Linked DNA regions of Pan troglodytes: region 2 is linked to region 1. The links are chromatin contacts, called in public HiChIP or PLAC-seq maps. All regions are on one chromosome and are shown on one strand. Each heading gives the region's core, a stretch centred on a gene start, on an enhancer-like site or on the middle of the called end of the contact. The rest is flanking DNA. Distances are from core to core; before and after follow the strand shown. Region 1 holds the start of VPS35L (VPS35 endosomal protein sorting factor like). Region 2 holds the start of GPRC5B (G protein-coupled receptor class C group 5 member B).

Evidence for each region. HiChIP or PLAC-seq counts read pairs in DNA pulled down with a chosen protein or histone mark.
Region 2: an H3K4me3 HiChIP or PLAC-seq map of stem cell-derived excitatory neurons shows a contact between it and region 1, with 7 times the contacts expected there. The contact joins the promoter of GPRC5B here to the promoter of VPS35L in region 1. A contact is called at or near these places in 3 of 7 Hi-C or Micro-C datasets (induced pluripotent stem cells and stem cell-derived neural progenitor cells) and 1 of 1 datasets of contacts at active chromatin or transcription factors (stem cell-derived excitatory neurons).

What each region holds. Positions count from the first base shown.
Region 1 is chr18:22,178,391-22,183,742 of NHGRI_mPanTro3-v2.0_pri, forward strand. VPS35L (VPS35 endosomal protein sorting factor like) reads left to right here and starts at 1,577. Exons shown (of 33, transcript XR_010152569.1): 1 at 1,577-1,799.
Region 2 is chr18:22,507,512-22,512,427 of NHGRI_mPanTro3-v2.0_pri, forward strand. GPRC5B (G protein-coupled receptor class C group 5 member B) reads right to left here and starts at 2,942. Exons shown (of 4, transcript XM_016929584.4): 1 at 2,276-2,942. The coding sequence starts at 2,667.

The DNA of each region.
Region 1 (5,352 bases), core at 327-2,826:
GCCAAAACAAATATTGTATATAATCATTCTTTACAATTACAAGTTCCATGAAAGATATATCTCATTATTTAATATGTCCCCTGGGCCAGGTGCAGTGGCTCACGCCTGTAATCCCAACACTTTGGGAGGCCAAGGCAGGAGGATCACCTGAGGTCAGGAGTTTGAGACCAGCCTGGCCAACATGGTGAAACCCCGTCTCTACTAAAAATTGGACTTTTCAGAAGGTAAAACTCAGGCTGGAAATGTCTTAACTTATTAAGAGATAGAAGCCTGCTAAGGGAAGGAGGGAGAAAAGAGAATGCGAAGGTTGAAGCTCACATCAAAGCTGTTAATTTGCACAACTTTAAGAATCCTCCTCTTGTTACTGCCTAATCATGCAGTGTGAGCCTAGGAAAAGGCTCCTCACCTTGACCTCTTATTGAGATGTTGCATGTGATAACATGCATGGCTGTATGGGAAGAGCTCCTCGCTTTCCCGTGGCCACCCTTTAACCCTTGTTCACTCCCAGTGTTGGGAATAGCAGGTACGAGTGGATATACTTTCCTACTCATACTGAGCTGAACACTGGAGGGCCCGTTCTGGAGATGATCCTTTTCCCTGTCATAGGTCACCATCTCATGAACAACCAGACCACCACCCCCGAGTGAAAAGTAAGAGTTATAAAAACATCGAATGCTTTCTAAGGGACCATAATGGATATCTAAGTAAGTTATAAAAGTAATAATTAAAAAAAAAATTTTTTTTGAGATGGAGTTTCGCTCTTGTAGCCCAGGCTGGAGTGCAATGGCGCAATCTCGGCTCACTGCAACCTCTGCCTCCCGGGTTGGAGCAATTCTCCTGCCTCAGCCTCCCGAGTAGCTGGGATTACAGGCGCCCGCCACCATACCCAACTAGTTTTTGTATTTTTTAGTAGAGACGGGGTTTCACCATGTTGGCCAGGCTCGTCCCGAACTCCTGACATCAGGTGACCCACCCACCTCGGCCTCCCGAAGTTCTGGGATCATAGGCCTGAGCCACCGCTCCCGGCCTAAAATAATTTTTAAAAACGTTCTGTGGTCGAAATGGATATCCACCTTCCTAGAAACACTGCTTTGCCAAGTTGGACGAAATGCGAACCCTAATTTCCCCCACGTGCATTAGCTGTAGTCAATCATATTAGATCTAGGGCAGCCCTCAGTTGCTAGTCGTGGGAAGGGCATTCTGCAAGTGCCTAAAAACGCCCTCCAAGCAGTGGGTAAAGCAGCGGCCTAGAGGGGGCATGGCTGTCCCACGCCAAACAGCGTATTAGCCGCAAAACCAGGTACTGGCTGAACCTCAGTTTGCGTCTTCGCTCCGCCGCCTTCTGGAGTCCTTTCTGCCCCTAGAGGACGCAGGTGGGCTAAGCAGCAGTCATGCCCTTTACCATCATGACGCCCGCAGGCGGGACCACCCGGCACTGTAGACAGCTGCCCTTTACAATCATGACTCATAGAAACTACGGCACTCTGGCCGTGGCCGACGTTGCTCCTCCGAAGCATGGCGCCGGCGGAAGTTGTAACCCGGGCTGTCCGGAGCGGGGAGCTGCCCCTCACAAGCATGGCGTCAGCTGAAAATGAAGCCTGTGCTGTGCGGAGCGTCGCCTGCCCCTCACAAGCATGGCGTCTGCAGAAGGTGCTGTGCGGCCGCTGCGGGGCGGCCAGCTGCCCTTCACAAACATGGCGGCCGGGGGGTGCGGGGCGTGGCGGGGTAAGGATGGGAAGCCGAGCAGACGGCCCCAGAACAAGCGGTCATGTGACTGGGAAGATGGCCGTCTTTCCTTGGTAAGGAAGCAGCGGCGGGTGGGCTTTGGAGAAGGGCTGTCCTTACTTGTGATGGGGTCGGCCTGGGTCTGAGAGTGTGAATTCCTCTCTGTCGGGTTCTGGTGGTCGACTGGCCACCCTCAAGTTGTCTTGACCGTAGAATCCCTGGCCGCTACCGCGGTCCAGCGGAGCAATCTGAAGCCAGACTGGCGGGTTCTTGGTTCTCTCCCCGTCTGCTGCCTCTCTGCGCCTTCCACGGGCCCCTGTCCATTCATTCCCTAAAGAAAACTTGAGTTTCCAGGCTTCCGCGTCCCCAGAAGTTGGCACGGGTTCTGGGGTCGCTGGATGAAGGTAATGGTGGACTCAGCTTTAAGTCTGGACGAGTCGGGAGATCTGGCTGTTGGTCAGTTTCCTCAGCTCCTCTGTTCACCTGGAGACTTGTTTTTCTCATCTGTAAAACGGCCGCCATTCAGCCTACCCTAGGCACAGCCCTCAGACTTATTCCTTGGCCTCAAGGAGCTGACAGTATAATGGAGCAGACGCACAGTAGAGGGATGTCTAAAGAAGGCATTCGGATGAGGCACCAAGAAGGGAGTGATTATCCCCACCAGGGGGCTAGGGGGAGGCTTCAGAGAGGAGGAGTTAAATTGGGTCTTGGAGGATGAATAGGAGTTCACCATAGGGAGGGCGTGGCGTGTGCCTGGTTGGCAGGCCCGTAGGTCCCTTGCGGTTGGAGTAGCTAGGAATGAGTGACTGAAGCTTCGGGGTTCAGCAGGTGGTATGTGTGTGAGTGAAGAACTTGAGGAAGTTGTGTTGTTGATGATAGTGGGATTTGGGGACGGGGAATCTCTCCTGCATCTCAGAAAGCGAGATAATTTACTTTCTCTTCAAATGATGTGAAGTAGCTTAGATTAAATGAGCAAATGAAAGACCTTAGAAATAATCAGGTACAACCTTCTGCTTTTGAGCTTGATAAACAGTTCATTTTGTCTTATTCCTTTCATTTGCCCAACACTTAAGAGACTGCTTCCTTGATACGCTACATCAGCATTGAATGCCTCTGAGCACTTCCACACCCTGAGTTTTTTTTTTTTTTTCAGTTAATAGTCATGCTGGCTGGGTATGGTGGCTCACGCCTGTAATCCCAGCACTTTGGGAGGCCGAGGCTGGTGGATCACCTGAGGTCAGGGGTTCGAGACCAGCCTGGCCAACATGGCGAAACCTAATCTCTACTAAAAATACAAAAATTAGCTGGACTAAATTAGTGGTGGCACGCACCTGTAATCCCAGCTACTTGGGAGGGTGAGGCAGGAGAGTCGCTTGAACCTGGGAGGCGGAAGCTGGAGTGAACCGAGATCATGCCACTGCACTCCAGCCTGGGCAACAGAGTGAGACTCTGTCTCAAAAAAATAATAATAAAAAATGAAAAAGTCATGCTGGCTTGACCAAAAAGCTAACCAAAAACATGAGAAACATTTGACTTCAGTGGATTTATCTGAAGTTTGCAATCAGAAAATCCAGGAAGATGCTGTCTTAATCTCTGCATCCCAGTACCTTTCTACCTTTGGAATTTTAATTTTATATTACAAGCAGGCAAACAGGTGCCATAACGCTTTTAGTATTTAGGGTCTCTATAGTTCCTAATCTGGCCGTGCTCTAAATATTTTGTTGTTGTTGTTTTTGTTGAGACGGAGTCTCGCCCAGGCTTGAGTGCAGTGGCGTGATCTTGGCTCACCGCAACCTCCGCCTCCCAGTTCAAGTGATTCTTTGCCTCACTCTCCCGAGTAGCTGGGATTACAGGCGATGCCACCACGCCAGGCTACTTTTTGTATTTTTAGTAGAGACGGTGTTTCATCATGTTGGACAGGCTGGTCTCGAACTCCTGACCTTAAGTGATCCGCCCACCTCGGGTTCCCAAAGTGCTGGGATTACAGGCGTGAGCTACCACACCCGGCCCGTGCTCTGAACATTTCCTTTTGAAGTATGCATTCATCTTTCAGTTTCCCTAATAAACTTCTTGCTCCTTAAAAGTTAAAAGGACTGGCTGGACGCGGTCGCTCATGCCTGTAATCCCAGCACTTCGGGAGGCCGAGGCGGGCGGACCACCTGAGGTCAGGAGTTCCAAGACCAGCCTGCCCAACATGGTGAAAGCCCGTCTCTACAAAAATACAAAAAGTAGCCAGGCATGGCGGCAGGTTCCTGTAATCCCAGCTACTTGGGAGGCTGAAGTGGGAGAATCGCTTGATCCCGGGAGAATCACTTGATCCCAGGAGGCGGAGGTTGCAGTGAGCCGAGATCGTGCCATTGCACTCCAGCCTGAGCTACTAAGCGAGACTCCGTCTCAAAAAAAAAAAAAGTTAAAGGGACTGAGTTTTGTCCATCTTTGTATGTGGAGCCTAGAACATAATGGTGAGTGCTGAATAATATTTATGAATGAATGAGGAAACTGAGGAGGACTGCAGAGGAGAAATGAGTTTCTGTCATTAAATTTACATTTATCAAGTCCTTATTTTCTGTCAGACATCACTCGTAAAGTGCATAACATGTAACATCATTAGGTTCTTATAACAACCCCATGTTTCGGAGGAAGAAATAGAGGCAGAGAGATGAAGCAGTTTACTTAAATTAGCCCCACTAATTTAATTTAGGGATAGCTGAGGTTTGGAAGCCAGAGGCTATGATAGTAATCATCCTCATCAGCTGGACTTCAAATCTATATCCTGGGCTGAGGTTTCTGGCTTGCGGGGTTCCCCAAATCCCACTGCCTTGTCATGGGTCTTCCCAGGAATGCCCCTTTTTACCCACAGTTTTTGCTATCCCTGCTATATTTTGGCCTGGCTAGGAGATGAGATGTCCTGTATACCCTAGATCACATTTTCCTTTAATCCTGTGGTTATAGCACCCTTTGGACCGGGCAAGGTGGCTCATGCCTCTAATCCCAGCACTTTGGGAGGCTGAGGCGGGTGGATCACTTGATGTCCGGAGTTCAAGACCAGCCTGACCAACATAGTGAAACCCTGTCTCTACTAGAAAAAAAAAAATTCCTCAGGCGTGGTGTCGGGTGCCTGCAGTCCCAGCTAGTCCAGAGGCTGAGGCAGGAGAATTGCTTGAACCCAGGAGGCAGAGGTTGCAGTGAGCTGAGATCGCGCCACTGCACTCCAGCCTGGATGACACAGTGAGACTCCGTCTCAAAAAAAAAAAAAAAAAACAACCCTTGGAGTCAGAATCTCTACATCATTTTAAGTTTTTTTATGTGTAGCGGTGAAGGGGGCTGGGTAATATTGTGATTGTGGAAGAAAAAGCTGTGTGGTCCGATTATGTGATTAGTAACCAAAAACTTATTTGAGAATTAAAATAGTTGAGCAAAGCATTTAGTGGATTTTGGTGTTTCCAGTATAAGCAGATTAATTTGGTTAATCATAGTGGGATTTCTGTGTATCCATATTATCAGAGGTAAATAATTTAAAAATAGGCCATTGTCAACCCTTAATGTGCATATAAACCACCTGAGGATTTAGTTAAAATGCAGATCTGATTCTGTAGGCCTGGGGTATTTCAGCCCGCCCAGGTGATG
Region 2 (4,916 bases), core at 1,692-4,191, 330 kb after region 1:
GGAGGGCCCCTCTTCTAGCTGGGCTCCACTCAAATGTCACTCCCGGAACAGTCATCTCAGGTACATACACCCCTGTCACCTTCTTTTACATCACCCCATCTTATTTTCCTGGCCGTCCTCACCCCAATCGGATTTCATAGCCATTTGCTATGGGTTTGTTTAATGTTTGTCCACTCACTTCCCCAGCCCCGGGAGAGCAGGGGTTTTGTCCGTTTTATACAAGGCACCCAGTTCTGTCCCTGGCACGTTTCTTGAAATAACATATTAATCCAGTAAAGATTCTGAGTTTATCTTTCTAACAAAACTGCCTGTCTTGCTGCCTGTGCCCCAAATGGCGGCTCCTTCCTCCTGGAATCTCCTTCCCTTCCCAACTCAGCTGACCCCTTTCCAGGCTTAGAGCAGGGAGCAGATAGCAAACTGTTCACTCCACAGTCTTAGATACCAAACTGGCCGGGAGGGCTTCCAAACGACAGATGCCAATTTGCATTCTATTTACATGTCATTTGCATGCAGTTTAACTCAAAGCCTGGATCCTCCGCAAGCCCGAGTCCCCACCGAAGAAACTTCTGAATTAAGAAGGTTCCTTGGCTGAAGTGCCGGGGTTTTTGTGCCAGATCCCTCCCCCACTTCTCTTGTCTTTGCGGGGTCCCCCAGGGCTTTCTGGGCTCTGTTCAGGTGCCCCCCGGCCTGGTGCAGTTGGGCGGCCAATGTGGCGCGTGGGCTGGGGCCCCAGGCGGGGACGCCGCTGCCCGCCACACTCCAGGGGCCTTTGTCCGCGCTCCAAGGAGCCGCCCCCTTAGCGAACGGGGGACGGAAAGGGAGGACTGGCTAGGCCTGGGTGTGACAGAGCAAGGACGGAGGAGTGAACCCGCTGCACGGGGGAGATTTCTGGGGCAAGGTCATTTGGCCCCTTCCCAGGCTGTTCAACCGGCTGCCCGGGGCCAAGGCGGGTGCGGGCTCCTCCCGCGCGCTCCCTTTTCGGCCTAAGCGCTAGGGACCCCGGGATGTGTGGGGTCCTTGTGGGGCTGGAAGCCTGTGTCCCCCAAGGAGAGGGGACCGAGAACAGGTCTAGTCCTTATCTCCAGCCTAGCCGCCTCTTCCAGAGGTCCAAGTGCCCCCTGTCTGGAAGGGAAACGCCACTCCCCCCCCCGGCCATTGTATGCAGCCGCCCCCTCCTCCCCACCCCTCCCCGTCATTCGTCCCCAGCCCAGGTCTCAGCTCTGCCATCTCCCACCGCCGTGTCCCCCCCCTCCCCTTGCTGAGTAATGCGCACTCAAGCCGACTGCGGGCTTGACCCCCAGCCCCCGCGACAGGTGCGGCTGTTCACCCCCAAAGTCCAGCCCTTGTGCCCCCGGCTGCGTCTGCCCTGTCCACAGTCAGCCCCCAACGCGGCCCCAGGACCAGCCCGCAGCTCCTCACACACGACGAGTCACTAGGACACGGCTGGGCTCCTTTACCCTCCCAGCTGCCCTTCACCTGTGGTCGCCCCCACACTCTCCTGGGAGACTTGGATCTCTACCTGGTCCGGGCACAGTCTCCCTCCCCCAGTAAAGGTCCCCAGACCGTCCCCTCCCCCGCCCACCCCTCTACGGCTCTTCTCTCGTCGCACCGTGGTTCCCCTCGCCCAGATCCCACAACTCCCCCAGCAATAAACTCCCTGGCTTGGGTTGGGGGGGCGCTTAGAAAAACACAAGAAGCAGACCCCCCAATTCTCCCAAATCCACGGCGGGAAAAGTTTCTGGGGTCCCCACAGCGTCCTCCACTGCATCGGCGCAGCTCGCACTTACCGACCCCCGCGGCCCCGCAGCGCCGACGCTCCAGCTGGCCTTCGGCCCGAGTCACATCTCTGCAGCGCGGCCGCGGCCCCCGCTCCACGCACGCCCGCCTGCGGGTCCAGCTTCACTGCAGCGCCTGCCAGAGTCGCTGCCGCGCGAGGCGCCCCCTGGCCCGGCCCGCGCTGCTGCAGCGGCCGCGGCCCCGCCCCCGCCCCCGCCCCCGCCCCCGCCCCCGACCGGCCCCGCCCCCGGGCCTCCGAGCCCCACCCCCGGTCCCGCCGGCGGTTCCGCGCGGGGCTAGGCGCCGTCTGCATGCACCCCCGGAGCCCAAGCTCGTAGCTTCTAGCCCGGATCTCAGAGACGATTCCCCCGACCTCGTGCCCCCAATTCGGGGACATTCCCCCCACAACGTCAGTGCGCCCGTAAGCAGTCCAGACGAGCCGGGCAACTCCCCAGGGTAGATCCATTTGCGGGAACACCCCCCTAGCCAATACACTTACCGAGGGAGGTATCGCGACCCAGGGGTCCCAGCGCAGAAGCCTTCCTGCCCCCAGGCCACGCTCCAAGGTGGGTTCATAAGCAGTAACTTCCCCGAAACACACCAGCACCAGGTCCAGGACGCAGAGAGGATCGATCCCGCCCGGTGCCTCTCGAAGTCACCAACGCCCCGGTATACACCTAGGCGCACACACACCGCTAGGCCTCCTCCAGGCAGGTTCCTCCTGGACACACTCTTCTCTCTCCTCACTGCCCACCTCCCAGATGTCGTTGTCCGTTTGCGCACACTGGGACCAACACCCGCTTCCTTGGCCCCTCGAAACACACACGTCCAGTCGGTGCACCCCTCACGTGGGTCCCTACGCAGGATCGCCACCACCCCTACCGCACACATCACCCACGTACGCACACGTCCACTGCCCTTCAGGGCTCACACACTCAGCGGCCCGGGCCACTGGCCGTGCGCTCCGCAGACGGTCAGGGCACAGCCCGGACGCGTGTCCGCTGGGCGGCCGTGGGACCTGCTTGAAGGAGGGGTCCGGGGCAGCCGTCTCTGAGTCCCCCTCACCCCGTCCTAGTCCTCAGGCCTCTCCGAGGTCGGCATTGCTTCGACCAGGCCTGGGAGCTGCGCTCCGGCACCCCATATAGGGCTGGTTCCCTGGGTGACCTTCAGACCATCAAACCCTGGCAGTCTCAGGTGGCCCCCCGCCAAAGCCAGAAACAGACCTTTGAGCAGCATCCCTTCCCTGCACTCCAGATTCTCAGGGTGAGATTTCCTTTCTCCCTCCGCGGTGCGCCCCCCAATCTCTCCCCCCGTCGCCGCAACCATCCCAGCCACATAAGACCAAAAGGGATAGGACGGACCCCTGCTCCCCTCTCCCGGGGGCTGCAGGAAGGGGAGATGCAGAACACTTCCTTCTGGGAATAGTGGCAGCCCCTGATCTTTGGGGACCGTGGCCCTTCCAGATACTCCCATCCCTCCCCGCCAGCCTCCCAGTTCCGGTCCGGTTAGGCCACATCCCCCTTGGGCACGCATCTCTGGGATACCTTTTATTATATTCAAGGGAAAATGGAAAGGAAGAACCATAATGGCAGTTTTTCGCCCCACCCCTGGTTTATTTTCATGGATCCTCAGAGCCCAGAACAGTTCCAGGCACAGTAGGCGCTCATTAAATATTTGCGGGACGACCCAAAGTGTGTTCCCGCCAGACTGCGCAATTGGAAAGTGGATGGGCACTGTCACCTGGTGGCAGCTCTTGGAACTGACGCCGAGATCCTTTTGTCAACGTGGGCAAGTTCACTTTCGTGAGCCACACGTCCTCAACGTCTACAAAATGGAGATCTTTTTCATCGCACATGCCTATTGGGGTTGTTGTGAAGGTCTAACACGTGCTAACATATAAAGTGCTTCACGCAGGGTCTGGCATGTGGAAAATCCTTAATATGAGCTGATTAACATTGCAGTTACGGTTATATTCCCTTTCCCACTTGTTTTACAGAGGACCCTGACTGTGATGGTCAGTTTCACTTTGGGTGATGATACCACAGGAAGCACAGAGTGAAAATGAAGGAGGGCATTGAGTGGCAGGTGCATTCCTTCCCTCCAAAAAGTTCCAACACCCATGGATGATAATAATAACAATAATAGCTGAGTACGTAGTGCTTTCTGTGTGCCAGGAGCTATTCTAAGTGTTTTAAATTCTTTAATTCATTTAATCCTCCCAGTTACCCTTTAGGCCAGAGACTGTTATTCTCCCTGTTTTACAGATGGAGACACTGAGGCCAAGAGGGGTTAAGTACTGCTCCGGGGTTAGACGGTTGGCAAAGACAAAATCCAATCCAGGCCATCTGGCTCTGCAGGCCATATTATCCACCAATGGTTAGACTGGTGTCATTTGCTGTCAGGTCAGACATTGTCACAGAGGAACCTCACCTCCCAGGAGAGTTCACTGGGTCTCCAGCCTTGGAGAGAATGGCTCCAGGAGGTCCAGGGAGCCATGTCAGGCTCTCAAGTGCCCAGTTCACTTTGTCTAATGAAAACCAGTGGCTTCTCTATTCCTCACCTGAGAAATGGTCAGTGCACTGCCCATGGCTTCCCACTGACAAATGTCATGGTATGTGTATTAGTCCATTTCATACTGCTATGAAGAAATACCCAAGACTGGGTAATTTATAAAGAAAAAGAGATTTAATGGACTCAATGCTCCACATGGCTGGGTAGGCCTCACAATCATGGTAGAAGGCAAAAGAGGAGCAAAGTCACGTCTTATACAGTGGCAGGCAAGAGTGCATGTGCAGGGGAACTGCCCTTTATTAAACCATCAGATCTTGTGAGACTTATTCACTGTCATGAGAACAGCGTGGGAAAAACCCACCCCCATGATTCAATTACCTCCCTCCAGGTCCCTCCCATGACATGTAGGGATTATGGGAGCTACAATTCAAGATGAGATTTGGGTGGGGACACAGCCAAACCATATCAGTGTGTAATTAGATATTTGCATGGCTCTCTGCTTGGTGTCTGTCTCGCCTACAAAACTGTATCTCAGTGCTGTGCTGTCCAATCTACACTGTCTGATAATGGCAGCCGCTAAACATGTGCCCACTAGGCACTTTATATGTGACTCGTATGACTACAGGATT